2 separate regions of the Hordeum vulgare genome follow, and region 1 is linked to region 2. Evidence: chromatin contacts called from public Hi-C data. All regions are on one chromosome and are shown on one strand. Each heading gives the region's core, a stretch centred on a gene start, on an enhancer-like site or on the middle of the called end of the contact. The rest is flanking DNA. Distances are from core to core; before and after follow the strand shown. Region 1 holds the start of LOC123434448 (protein RESPONSE TO LOW SULFUR 3-like). Region 2 has its middle 19 kb from the start of LOC123410451.

Region 1 (6,337 bases), core at 2,906-5,405, 300 kb after region 2:
ACATGAACCTAGCTCATGATGCCACTGTTGGGGAACGTTGCATGGGAAACAAAATTTTCTTACGCACACACAATATCTATCCATGGTGATGATCATCTACGAGAGGGGACAGTGAATCTACATACCCTTATAGATCGCTAAGCGGAAGCATATATAACGCAGTTGATGTAGTGGAACATCTTCGTGATTCAAATCGCAGCCAGTCCCGTGATCTCATCATGATCCATCCTGATCTAGTGTCGAACAGATGACACCTCCACGTCCAGCACACATACAGCTCGATGAAGATCTCCGCCTTCTTGATACAGTAAGAGGGGCGAAGATGTAGATGAGTTCTCCAACACGGCGGCATGGTGGTGGTGGTGGTGAACTAATCCAGCACAGCTTCGCCTAAGCACCGCCAAACTAGACTAGAGGAAGAACTACGATCTGGATGAAGTAGAGGAAGCACGTGGCAATTAGGGTTAGCCCTCACCTCTAAAACCTCTATTATATATAGGAGGAGAGGAGGGAGGCCGGTGCCCTAGGGCTTGCCCTTTGGGTCGGCCGAAGTGAGTAGGAGAGGAGGAGTCCTCCTCCAATCCTAGTAGGATTAGGATTCCTTCCTTCCCACTTGGAAACTCTTTCCACCTTTGGCTTTTTGCCTTATTCCTCCACTCCAGCCGCATGGGCCCTTAGGAGAGGCTTTGGCCAGTCCACCACAGGCTGATCTACCTCCTCTCACATCCCAAGAAGCCTTTGGGTCATCACACCCCTTCCGGTGGTCCCCCGGTACCCTCCCGGCACTCTCGATACACTACCGATGAGCCCGAAACCTTTCAGGTGACCAAAACAGGACTTCCTATATATCAATGTTTAACTCCGGACCATTCTGGAGCTCCTCGTGACATCCAGGAACTCATTAGGGACTCCGAACAACCTTCTGTCACCAACACCTATAACTCAACTATACCGAAACGTCATTGAACCTTAAGTGTGCAAACCCTGCGGGTTCGAGAACTATGTAGACATGACTTGAGACACTCTCCGGTCAATAACCAATAGCGGGACCTGTATGCCCATATTGGCTCCTACATATTCTACGAAGATCTTTATCGGTTGAACCTCTATGTCAAGGATTCAGTTAATCCCGTATATTGTTCCCTTTGTCCTTTGGTATGTTACTTGCCTAAGATTCGATCGTGGTATCTCCATACCTAATTCAATCTCGTTACCAGCAAGTCTCTTTACTCGTTCCGTAATACAAGATCTCGCGACTAACTCCTTAGTCACATTGCTTGCGAGGATTGTTGTGTTGTTGTATTACTGAGTGGCCCCGAGATACCTCTCTATCACATGGAATAAAAAATCCCAATCTTGATCCATGCCAACCAACAGACACCTTCGGATATACGTGTAGATCACCTTTATAGTCACCCAGTTACGTTGCGACGTTTGATACACACAAGGTATTCTTCAGTGTCCAGGAGTTGCATGATCTCATGGTCATCGGAACAGATATATTGACATGCAGAAAACAGTAGCAATAAACTGACACGATTATATGCTACGTTCATAGTTTGGGTATTGTCCATCACATCATTCTCCTAATGATGTGATCCCGTTAAAAAGTGACAACACTTGTCTTTGGCCAAGAAACCTTAACCATCTTTGATCAACGAGCTAGTCAACTAGAGGCTCACTAGGGACAGTGTGTTGCCTATGTATCCACACATGTATTTGAGTTTTCAATCAATACAATTCTAGCATGGATAATAAACGATTATCATGAACAAGGAGATATAATAATAACCAATTTATTATTGCCTTTAGGGCATATTTCCAACAATCACTACACTAAAAGAGGGGAAACTGGAAGTGCAATTATCTCTGAATGGTACTTTGGTGTGATGACAATGTAACTACTAGAACTAATGATGGTTGTTATGATTTATCTCATGTCGTTGGTTCCTCGAGTATTTGTTGTGGAGATGATTAAAACACCTCCAATTCAAAAAGATCAAATGGCGCGGTTTTCTAGCGACTCGAAGCTTTTGTTTTGGTTTTATTTTATTCATAGGACGAGCACACTATCAATAAGGGTCAAGATAATTGAAAGTATGTGTGGGAACACTCAAAGCATAAACACTAGTCTTCCTGCACCTACCACCAAAAAGGATTTCTTTGCTCTTCATTTTTCATACGCTCGTTGCGCCCATAGAGAGTGTTCAAAGTTTCTGGACACCCCGTGTGCATGTGATAGTGTCCAATTCTCCGGACCCCCCGTATGGACGTGGTCTTAGCACCGTATGCACGGGGAAGTGCATATCCATTTGGACAATCCGTGCCCACAGGGTCTCAGGCCGTCGTACACACGAAGTAGTGATTTAGACTCTACACACTCCAAGCGCATGGGAGCAACTTGGCCCGTGCAGATGGGGTTCGTCGACAGGAGCGGTCACTTAGTGTGGGACACTATATAAGAGCACATTCTAACCCTACCCTTTTGCCTTGTGAGCTTCCACCATTCTCAAACCTCCATTGCTCATATCAATAAATCGCTCCACCCAAACACTTTGATACTTTGGGAATTGAGAGATCAAGGCCCGATCTATCACTTGACCAAACCTATTGGTGTTCCCCATAAGATTTCTTCACCAACAACTTGTACTATTGGAGCTTGGGCTCCTAGGCAGTCAGGGTTCCTCCGGATGCTTCCTTGGTTGTCATGTGCTTTTGTGACTATGTAAAGGTACGGTGGTCGTCTTCAAGACCAACCCCGAGGGATTTGAGGTTCATCCATTGGGGGTAACTTGAAGAGAATACACTGTGCCACTTGGTGGTGTTCCAGAGCCTTGGCATCGACAACGCTCCAACGTAGATTAGCACTTCCCCAAAGAAGTGTGAGCTTTGAGATAAAATATGCATCCCCGACTGACTGGTGGTCATTCCTTTCCGACACTTTACTTTGATTTCTATGCATCTTGGCTTGCTAATTATTTTTGCGTAGCTTACACTGGTTTGAGCTTGCTTGCCATATATGTTGTGTTCATCTAGTTGCATATATGGAGAACATATTTATCCGCAAATCCCTAAAATTGGTAATTAAATTTAAAATTTGTAGTCTTCTATGCACCACCCCCTCTTGTCGACCACATCGACCATTTCAATCGATGTAATGTATTTTCTTTGTTTATGCATGTGTGCATTTTATTTAGATTTAAATTGTAACATGCAGTATGCATGATACATGCTTCTCATGTCCCTGATGTCATTTCACATATCAATTTGATCTTATTTCACAAATTATTGGATAGTTTAGTTATCTAGTGTTTCAAAAGTGCATCTCATGGAAAAAATGCTTGAGAACGAGGCACGAGAGATCAGCCATTTGTCTAGGAGAATATCGCATGATAGTACCACCACTTATATGCTCTCATGATACCACTGTGAAATAGTTTAACTTTAAATGGTTTAAAAAAATCCCAAAACAATGTGAATGCTCAAAATACTTGCGCCTACAACCCCGGGAATATTAAGATCCAAATTCAAACTACAAAAGGAAGAAAAAATCAAGATGCGACTCATGATACCACTGTGAAATAGTTTTTGACACTGTTCATGTTTTTGTCTTTATTCACACTACTGATGCTGATTTTTTTCTTTCTTTTGATCCTCTATTTGTACTTTGAATTTGAATTTGAATTTTTAAGAGTTATAAACACATGTGTTGTGGACGTTTCGAAGAGTTTTAAGAAAGATTTAAACTTAACCCTTTTAAGTTGCAATCATGGGAGCACGTAAGCGATGGTATCAGCCAATATTCACCCTCGTCCGTGTCTCCAATAACCACCCTCCGACGCTCGATCGAACGGCCAGAATATGCTAGACAAATCAAGCAAAAGTTGTGGCTGCTGGTGTTTGAGTATCCATCTCCGGCCAGTGGCCACCAGGTTCACCTCTCAACCAGTAGGAAATGCAATAAGAGAGAGACGTACGGGCGAAGCATCGTATTATCAACGATGATGACCTCACCTTATACTCCATGTAGCTGCGCTGTACACGTGCGTCGACACCTAAACGTGCCCGATGGGTTCATTGAACCTGGACACATTCCCGCTTTCCCTCCGCAGCTGCAGCCGTCCCGAGCGGCCCGGCCTATATAAAAGGCGCCACAACCTGAAGAGAGCTCCAGATCCAACGAACTCGTAAACACGTCTGTGCATAGTGCTGTTGCATATACATATACAGTACATACTCTCCTCCACTCACCCCGAGAAGTTAGGAGGCATGGCGAGGAAGGCAGCGGCAGCGGCAGCGGCCATGGACGGCAAGAGCTCCGAGCTGGCGAGGGCCGTGGCGGAGGCGGAGGCGAGAGAGGAGCGGCTGCGGCGGGAGCTGGAGGCGGCGCTGGCGCGGGTGGCCGTGGCGGAGGAGGCCGAGGAGCGGCTGTGCGTGCAGCTGGGCGAGCTGGAGGCGGAGGCCATGACGCACGCCATGGAGTACCAGCAGCACGTCAGGGCGCTCTCCGAGAGGCTCGCCCTCATGGACGGCCTGCTCAGGTCCTCCGGCCTCCACGGCGCCGTCGTGCAATCCGGGCTTCACTGACGAACCGAGTCTCATCATGTGCTTCTCCTAGATTCTTAGTATATGTGCGATCAATCAAGGCTGTACTGGTTTTTAAATTTTCTCCTTTCTGTCTTGCGCGTGCGTTTCATGCCAGCCCGTGCGCGGTGGTGGCGTGTAGGATGTACATTTTTCTTCTTCTTGAGATGTACTAGTATATAGAGTAATGTCGTTTGTCAAACTGTTGGTAAGCATGTAAATATTGCCCCCGATCTGGTGCAAAGACGTATGCATTCATCTAATATCACACGCAATGACGCAACGGGATTCCTTGATAACGATCGAGCTTATTATGTCCACAAGCAAAATGAGATGATCACCCACACAACGATCCAACATCACGCATGCACATGGCCACGCGCGAGCTAAATCCATTGGCGCGGGTTGCGTCGCGCTGGAGGACCACCCGCAGAACGTTCCTTCTCTAAATCTTCCGTTGATTGAATTGTTCGATTTTCGGGTTTCACCATCCTTAGGAAAAGTCAGTTCCCAGGGGAAGCTGATGTTTCGATGTTCTTGACAAGTTCCTGGTTTTCCTTGCCTCCTTTGCTGCCAACATATTTTGGTTGAGAGATTGCTGGGCACGTTACCAAGCTGTGTGCTGCCAGCAATTTATACTCATTCTACTCTGCAATGCGTATGGTCTGCTACGGAGATCTTCAATCAATTTGAACCGACTAGATGGCCCTGCTAGAAAACGAGATGTCTGACGCCACACAGAAAACGACCGCACCAGCAGCTCAATTAAGCAACAAAGATAAGGAAACTTCGGACCAACACCATACAGCACAAAGTTGACTGATATAATGCAATTGGAAATGGAAATGGCAAATCAGGGACCTCGGATATTTGACAGCAGCACGCTGCACGCTGCATGCGTGTAATGAAAAAGAGAGGTACTCCTATGAAATGGAACATGGATCTTTTCATCCCGAAAATTGTCAATCTTCCAGGTAGCTGACTGGAGGTGTGAAATGGCCATGCTCTCCAGAAACCAAGACGATTCAACGGAATTGCCGTCAATCGCGGAAGTGTACAGACAAGAGGTATAGAAATTGATGAGCATATGACCTGACTTGTCTCCAATAGGGTGACTTGATCTTTAATCAGGAGTACTCCGTTCAGATACGCACCTGGAATCCAGGCTGGAAGCAAGAAAATGTCCTGTCTACATTCTTCATGAAACTTGGATAAAATCAATCAGTAAATCTTCTAGTACTCCTTCCAACTTCATGGAGATCTTTTATCTTCTAGTAGTTCGTCATGTTGAAGCTGTTTAGTTCACACTTCTAAAATCTTTCTAGAGAATTAAAGATAAATTTCCAACTTCAGATTCAACAGAAACAACTAAACAAATGTGAATTCCTCTTCGACTTTAGGTGGTTGCAGAGCTGGACATGAGACTCAAAGTGGCTAATTAACCATAGCCTTTTGGCGTAGAATAAAATCTAAAGCATGGCACAGAAGGTATGGAGCCCCACCATGAACACAAAGGAAGAACTTCTGGTGTAGGGGTTGCCACATGGATCTCACCAGCAAAGAATCCTAATACCATGTACATTGATGCATAGCACAAGTGGATCAACACAATAATCAAGGAAAGCATATCCAAACACCAAGAAGGAATATTCCATTATCACTGATCTGACATGACTAAACAACAAAGAAGGTGGCTATGGCTTGAAAACGAAAACCTAGCATTCTTTGTTTAACACTTTTATAACTCCAATAA
Region 2 (6,094 bases), core at 3,192-5,691:
TTAATGAGTTAATGAATTAGTTAAATTAATATATTAGTTAAATTAATTAATTAGAATAATTAGAGTATGACACGTGGGTCCCCCACTAAATTAATCTGATTAAATAATATTTAATCTTAATAAAAACTTGTGCCTATGACGTTCGGGACCCGATGGTCAGTTGACCAGTCAAATGTTGATGTGAGCATGACATCGCGATGATGTCATAATGGGATTTTATTAAATCATTTAAATCTGTTTTTAATTCCTAAATAATTAATAAAACTTTGAAAATTAATATAAAATAAACCGTAAGTCAGATCAAAATATTTTCAACATGAAAGTTGATCAGCAGATCGAGACGAACCCGGATACACGGCCCGTTCGTCTGTCACGCGTCCCTAGCATAGCAGACTTGGAACTTTTCCTTCGTTTCCAGTATAACCGGTAGTGGCCCGAGACCCGGAAAAATATCGTCAGATATTCTTCCGACCCGTCTATGACGGATGTTGCTGCGTTAGTTCATGTCTAGCCTGCATCTTGCCATGTCATGCTTTGTGTTGCATCGGTGCTATTATTTATTGTTTCTTCCCCCTCTTCTTACCGATAGACCCCGAGACTGACGCTGCTGCCGGGTACATCTACGACCCTGCCGATCAGTCCTTTGCCGCAGAGCAGCAAGGCAAGCAAACTCCCCTTGATCATTCCTATATCGCCTATGTCTTTCTTCCTACTGCTTGCATTAGTATTTTGCTACTGTTGTAGTTAGCTGCTATATCTGATGCATAGCCTATTTTTGATGAACTGCTACTTTCAGTCCTGTACTTTAAATATGCTTAGTATAGGTGGAGCAGTCATCCCCTCTGACCCCGTAGATCAGTTGCCCCGCTTGTTTTCAAATCTCGATCTCTGATCGACGAGCCAGACCCGACACAGCACATTCACCCCCCTTTGTTGTACGACGCTACAGAGATACTATCGGGTACCGAGGGTGACACCTCATTAAGTACTCCTGATGATATCTCTGTAGTATAGCTAGTCGGTCGTGGTTATCGAGGGTGATTCCTCTTTCACCATTCTCGATGACGCCCCTGTCGTGCAACCCCTCAAGTGTGGGACCCCCGAGGGTGATTCCTCTAAGCCCACCTTGACGGGTACATCGTTCGGAATCCAACGAGGGTGATACCTCGGATTCCCCCCGATGTTACAACCACACAGTTACTCGACCATGTTACTGGGATCATTGGTGATTAGTTGTAAGACGGGTGGATTCCCGTGAGACTGTGTTGATGGCCTAATTAAAATGCTAATGGATTTGGGTATTTGATCTGGGTTGGTCGGAGACCTTTTCGCACTAACCGGCTACGCGGGAAGAATTATGGGTACTCGGTGTCGCGGTATCAGCCGAAGCTTTTCAGATGCCAGCAATGTAGCGGTGCGCGCCCGAGTGGTCCCGAGATGCATCGCGCTTGTGATTAAGGGATGCTAGGACTGACGTCGGCCGCCCACGCCATGTGCAGGAGCGTGAAGGGGGACTGGGCCCACGAACCCTTTGTGCTTAGGATTTAGACCGGCTGGCTGGCCTCTCTGATTAGTCTTAGGTGGGGCTGCGACGTGTCAATATTCCGAGGCCGGGCAGGACCCAGAAAAGTATGTCCGGCCAGAGTGTTATCGAGCGTGACGGGACATGTGGTGCACCCCTGCAGGGATGAAAATTAACTATTCGGATAGCCGTGTCCACGGTTACAGGACGACTTGGAGTTGTGCCCCGATCTTTTACAACTACAATTGTTACTTAACTGGAATTAGTTTGCCTCGGGATTGCTTCCTCGCAGGGAGTCGAGGGAGGATCTTTAGGCGTGACCTCACTTTAATATTGCTGCAACAATATGACTATTTATGTTTTACCCCTGTTCTACTCTCGTCTATTGCTGCAAGACCCTGAGGATGCTAGTCTTCGATAGGACTAGGCCTTCTCTCTCTATTCTCGCATTGCTGCAGTCAGTCCACATATAAACCCCCTTCTTTGATACTGATGCATAATTAGAATAGTTCTGATGTAAGACTTGCGAGTACTTTGGATGAGTACTCACCGCTGCTTTGCTCCCCCCTTGTCCCCTTGATCCATTTGCTGCGACCAGATGATGGAGCCCAGGAGATGGAGGTCCCCGCCGCCGACGACTGCTACCCCGACGGTGCCTACTACTACCTGGAGGCCGCTAGTGATCAGGAGTAGTTAGGAGGTTCCCAGGCAGGAGGCCTCGCCTCGTTCGATCGTTGTATCTTTTGTGCTAGCCTTCTCTAAGGCACCCCATGTTTTATGTCTGTACTCAGATATTTGTTGCTTCCGCTAACTCGTGTGTTTTTCGAGCTTTCGTATTCTAGCCCTCGAGGCCCCTGGCTTGTAATATGAAGCTGATGTTATTTTATTTGTGTCTAGAGTTGTGTTGTGATATCTCCCCGTGAGTCCTTGGGTTTGATCGTACGCATTTGCGTGTATGATTAGCGTACGATTAAGCCGAGGGCGTCACACCCACCCACCCGAGAGTGAGCCCAGTAGCCCTAGGGTGGCGCACCAACCCTTAGTGGGCTGGTGAGACCAGCCCAAGTGGGCTATGGGACCACAAGGAGAAAAAACCAAAGGAAAAGATAAAACAAGGAAAGATGGAGGTGGGAAGGAAGGAGTGCACTCCTTCCACCAAACCGAACTGGGGTGGGAGTCCATCTCCTCCCCTTCGGGCGGCGCCCTTGGGGCTCCCTTGATCCCCAAGGCTAGCCCATCCACTCCTCCTATATATATTGGTGGTTTTAGGGCTTTTGAGACACAACTATGTCACGTGCAACTTAAACATATACCACGTAGTTTTTCCTCTAGATCAGATTTCTGCGGAGCTCGGGCGAAGCCCTGCAGGGTATCATCACCACCACTGGCGTGCCGTCACGCTGTCGGAGAACTCATCTACTTCCCCGTCTCTCTTGCTGGATCAAGAAGGCAGAGATCGTCATCGAACTGTACGTGTGCTGAACGCAGAGGTGCCATCCGTTCGGCGCTAGATTGGAACGGATCGTGGGACGACGGTGATTTGAATCACGAAGCTGTACCACTACATCAACTGCGTTTCTTAACGCTTCCCGCTTAGCGATCTACAAGGGTATGTGGATCCAATCTTCCTCTCGTAGATGAACATAACCATGATAAGTCTTCGTGTGCGTAGAAATTTTTTGTTTCTCATGCAACGTTCCCCAACACCATTGAGGTCATTTCAACAATGGTTGCCAGATTGATCTAAGCATCCGTAATATTATCTAAAGGAGAGTCAACTTCGGCCGGTGTATTTTAGTTTGAGAATCCAAAATGTTATGTTTCTCAACACTAGAACTTGACTCGGCAACACAACTGGATAAAATAGCCCTGGCCCTGCATAAATCAGAAGTCAAGTAGTATATTAAGAAAAAGAAAATAGGCAATCAAGTTATGATCAAAAACTTACCAACGATTTATATTAAAAGTGGGAAGTTGAGTTGCCGATGAGGCGCCCGAAGATGGGGAAGATTCTTGAATTAAGGAAAAGTTAAAGATCGAGAGCCTGCTTTAAAAGAAGAAATGCCAGCTTGAAAAGAAGAGTTGGAAAAATTATTACCTAGACACGAGGCTTGCGAGCCGGTGGAGTATTTGAAAAGCCTGGGTCCAACGCGCCCACGTTACTCCGGTTCTTGCGTTTGGATTGACCAACAAGCTGCCTTCAAGAGAAAATTGGTATCTAAATGAGCAGCTTGATTCGACATCTTTACTTTCCGAACGGCTTGCCTGATCCTCCTTGCAACAATTTTTTTGAAGAACTGAAAGAAATTAGAATTACCTCAACATCGCCGTCTTTGCTGGCTTCAAAGTCGCCCTCAAGAGAAGGCATGTCAGCGAGATCAGCAAACAGGCAGCCAAGTAAGTCAAGTTGTACCTTAGATTGTTCTTTTCAAGATGAACCAAGAGTCGAGTCACCATGAACCGGATTGTTCCCGTGGCTCATGGAAGGAATATGCATTTGAGGTGTGACTTTCGAAAAGCTAGGCCTTCTAGCAGTCCGAGAGCGGACTGTTGGACATGGAAAAAACAAAAAGATCAGCCGCGATCGATCGTACACTAGTGTAGTGCATCTGTGTTATGAAAATGAAGCTCCGCACCACCGTACCTACAGATATTTTACCTTTTTATTTAAAATATGTCTAAAATGCAAATGCTTTTGTATGCTTTACATAAAGTTCGTCGTGTTTGCATTTTAGTGTTTTAAAATATTGTTGAAATTTATGTGAATAATCTTGATTGACGGCCGGCCGCGGACTGTTCCTTCCCTGTCCGTGGGAGAGATATTTGCAGGGTTAAAAATGCCGTTAGTTATCCTCATCCACACGTGACACCATGTCGGCAGACATGGGCGGTACATGAGCATTGAACATTGATGCACAGCTCATCAGGCGCACATTGATGCAAAGTCACGGGGGTTTCAGTTGGTGCATAAATTCAAGCCACAAGGTTGAAGCATTGTTGTCCGCCAACATGGCAGGATTCCTCTCCTGCTTGCTGGCTCAGGCTCTCCTTATCCTTATCCTACTAGCAGCGTTGGTCACTTCGAAGCCCGCCGAGGAAGGCCGAGCTCACTCTTGCTACACACCACCGGCGCCAGCACCGGCGTCTTCTGGCCAACGTGGCCAAATCCGCCAAACCCCAACAGCGCCACTGGGACCTCTTGGTCTGAGATCACCGCTCGGAGCTCCGCCCCCACCGGAATCAGCGCCGCACGGTCACTACGTGAGGCCGGCGCCACTCGAACCGCCGCCTCCGCCACCACCACTCTCGCCGCCGCCAGCCCACAACCAAGACGATCTTAATTAGCAGTACTATCACATGGGTGCAGCACTCCCACTTCCCCGCACTATCAGGATCGCCACAAATCTGCAGCTTGGAGTTTACTTTCAGTCTTGAGCCAATCTTCAATCAGCAATGTGACGATATGAATTTTTTAGTTCCCTTTGATCCGTGATAATTTTTCCCAGCACGTGTTGATATGAAACTGTTGCATGTGAATTCTTTGACACTTATCTTTCTCGAAGCGTTGTCTGGAAGAAGTCTTTGGGTGTCTACAGCTCAGTCGCTGGTTGCGTTGAGAAACATGTCATGTGCGCGCTCTAATAGCAAAGCCAGGCGCCCCAAGCTTTCCCAAATAAATGCAAATCTGTCAACTACCCCAGATTTTCAGTATAAGTTCAGATCATCACTGTTAGAGCAGCAGTGTCCATCTACCTTTTCTCTTTCGTCCAAGATGAGGCTGTTCTTCAAGCTTTTCGCCGTCTTGGCCATCATGGCTGCTCTGTCGGCCACAAATGTACCGTCGGCAGTTGGTGTGTGGGCGAGGACGCCGGGGAGAGCGCCACCTTCGCCGACGCCGTCCGCGCTTAGGGGGCGCGTGAAGCCGATTAATCCCGCGCCATCGCCACCGCCACCAGCGGAGATGGGCAGAGTGCGGCCATTGCGTTCACCGCTTCCGCCACCATCACCAAATCGCCAGCGAAGCGTCGGCTCTACGCAGTTTCCTCCACCACCATCACGGTGCCACTAGATCTACGCTTCGACTTAATATTGGTCTGTAAAGACCATTATTCTTTACCAGGAACGCTTCTGTAGACACAGTGCGATGAAACATGCTGGGATTCGTGCTTTACCCTTTTCTATCTTAATTTCTTTGCATTTGTAATATTATGTTTAGAAAAATAAACTTAACAGGTTAGTCTACGTTCAATACACTTAAGCTATTCATAGTGGGAAGTGTAATATACTACTCCCTCCATTCCTAAATATAAGTCTTTGTAGATATTTCACTAGAGGACTACATACAGAGCAAAATAAGTGAATCTCTACTTTAATATATGTCTACATACATCCGTACGTAATTTTTTAGTGAAAACTCTTAAAAGACTTATATTTAGAAATGAAGGGAGTAGTACCATGCATATGATATTTGGTTGTGTCAAAGCATCGTTTTTTATTATGTTATTATAGAAGCATTAATAATTTAAAATACAATCATGTCAATGCATTATTTTTTATGACTTGTATCTATGA

Evidence for each region. A called contact is a pair of places that touch in the nucleus more often than the background predicts.
Region 1: a contact with region 2 is called in a Hi-C map of seedling, with 4 times the contacts expected there. The contact joins the promoter of LOC123434448 here to the enhancer-like site in region 2. A contact is called at or near these places in 1 of 6 Hi-C or Micro-C datasets (seedling) and 1 of 1 datasets of contacts at active chromatin or transcription factors (embryo).

What each region holds. Positions count from the first base shown.
Region 1 is chr1H:333,651,585-333,657,921 of MorexV3_pseudomolecules_assembly, forward strand. It overlaps LOC123434448 (protein RESPONSE TO LOW SULFUR 3-like), which reads left to right and starts at 4,156. Exons shown (of 1, transcript XM_045115513.1): 1 at 4,156-4,847. The coding sequence starts at 4,270. The coding sequence ends at 4,587. It overlaps LOC123434464 (a long non-coding RNA gene), which reads right to left. Exons shown (of 2, transcript XR_006625753.1): 1 at 5,739-6,337; 2 at 5,325-5,590.
Region 2 is chr1H:333,350,475-333,356,568 of MorexV3_pseudomolecules_assembly, forward strand. No RefSeq gene overlaps it. Among protein-coding and RNA genes, the nearest start is that of LOC123410451, 19 kb to the right of the region's middle. Within about 2 kb of position 4,442, at least 2 of the 3 cell types and tissues checked have open chromatin away from gene starts, as enhancers often do. A contact at or near this core is called in seedling, where this site is marked.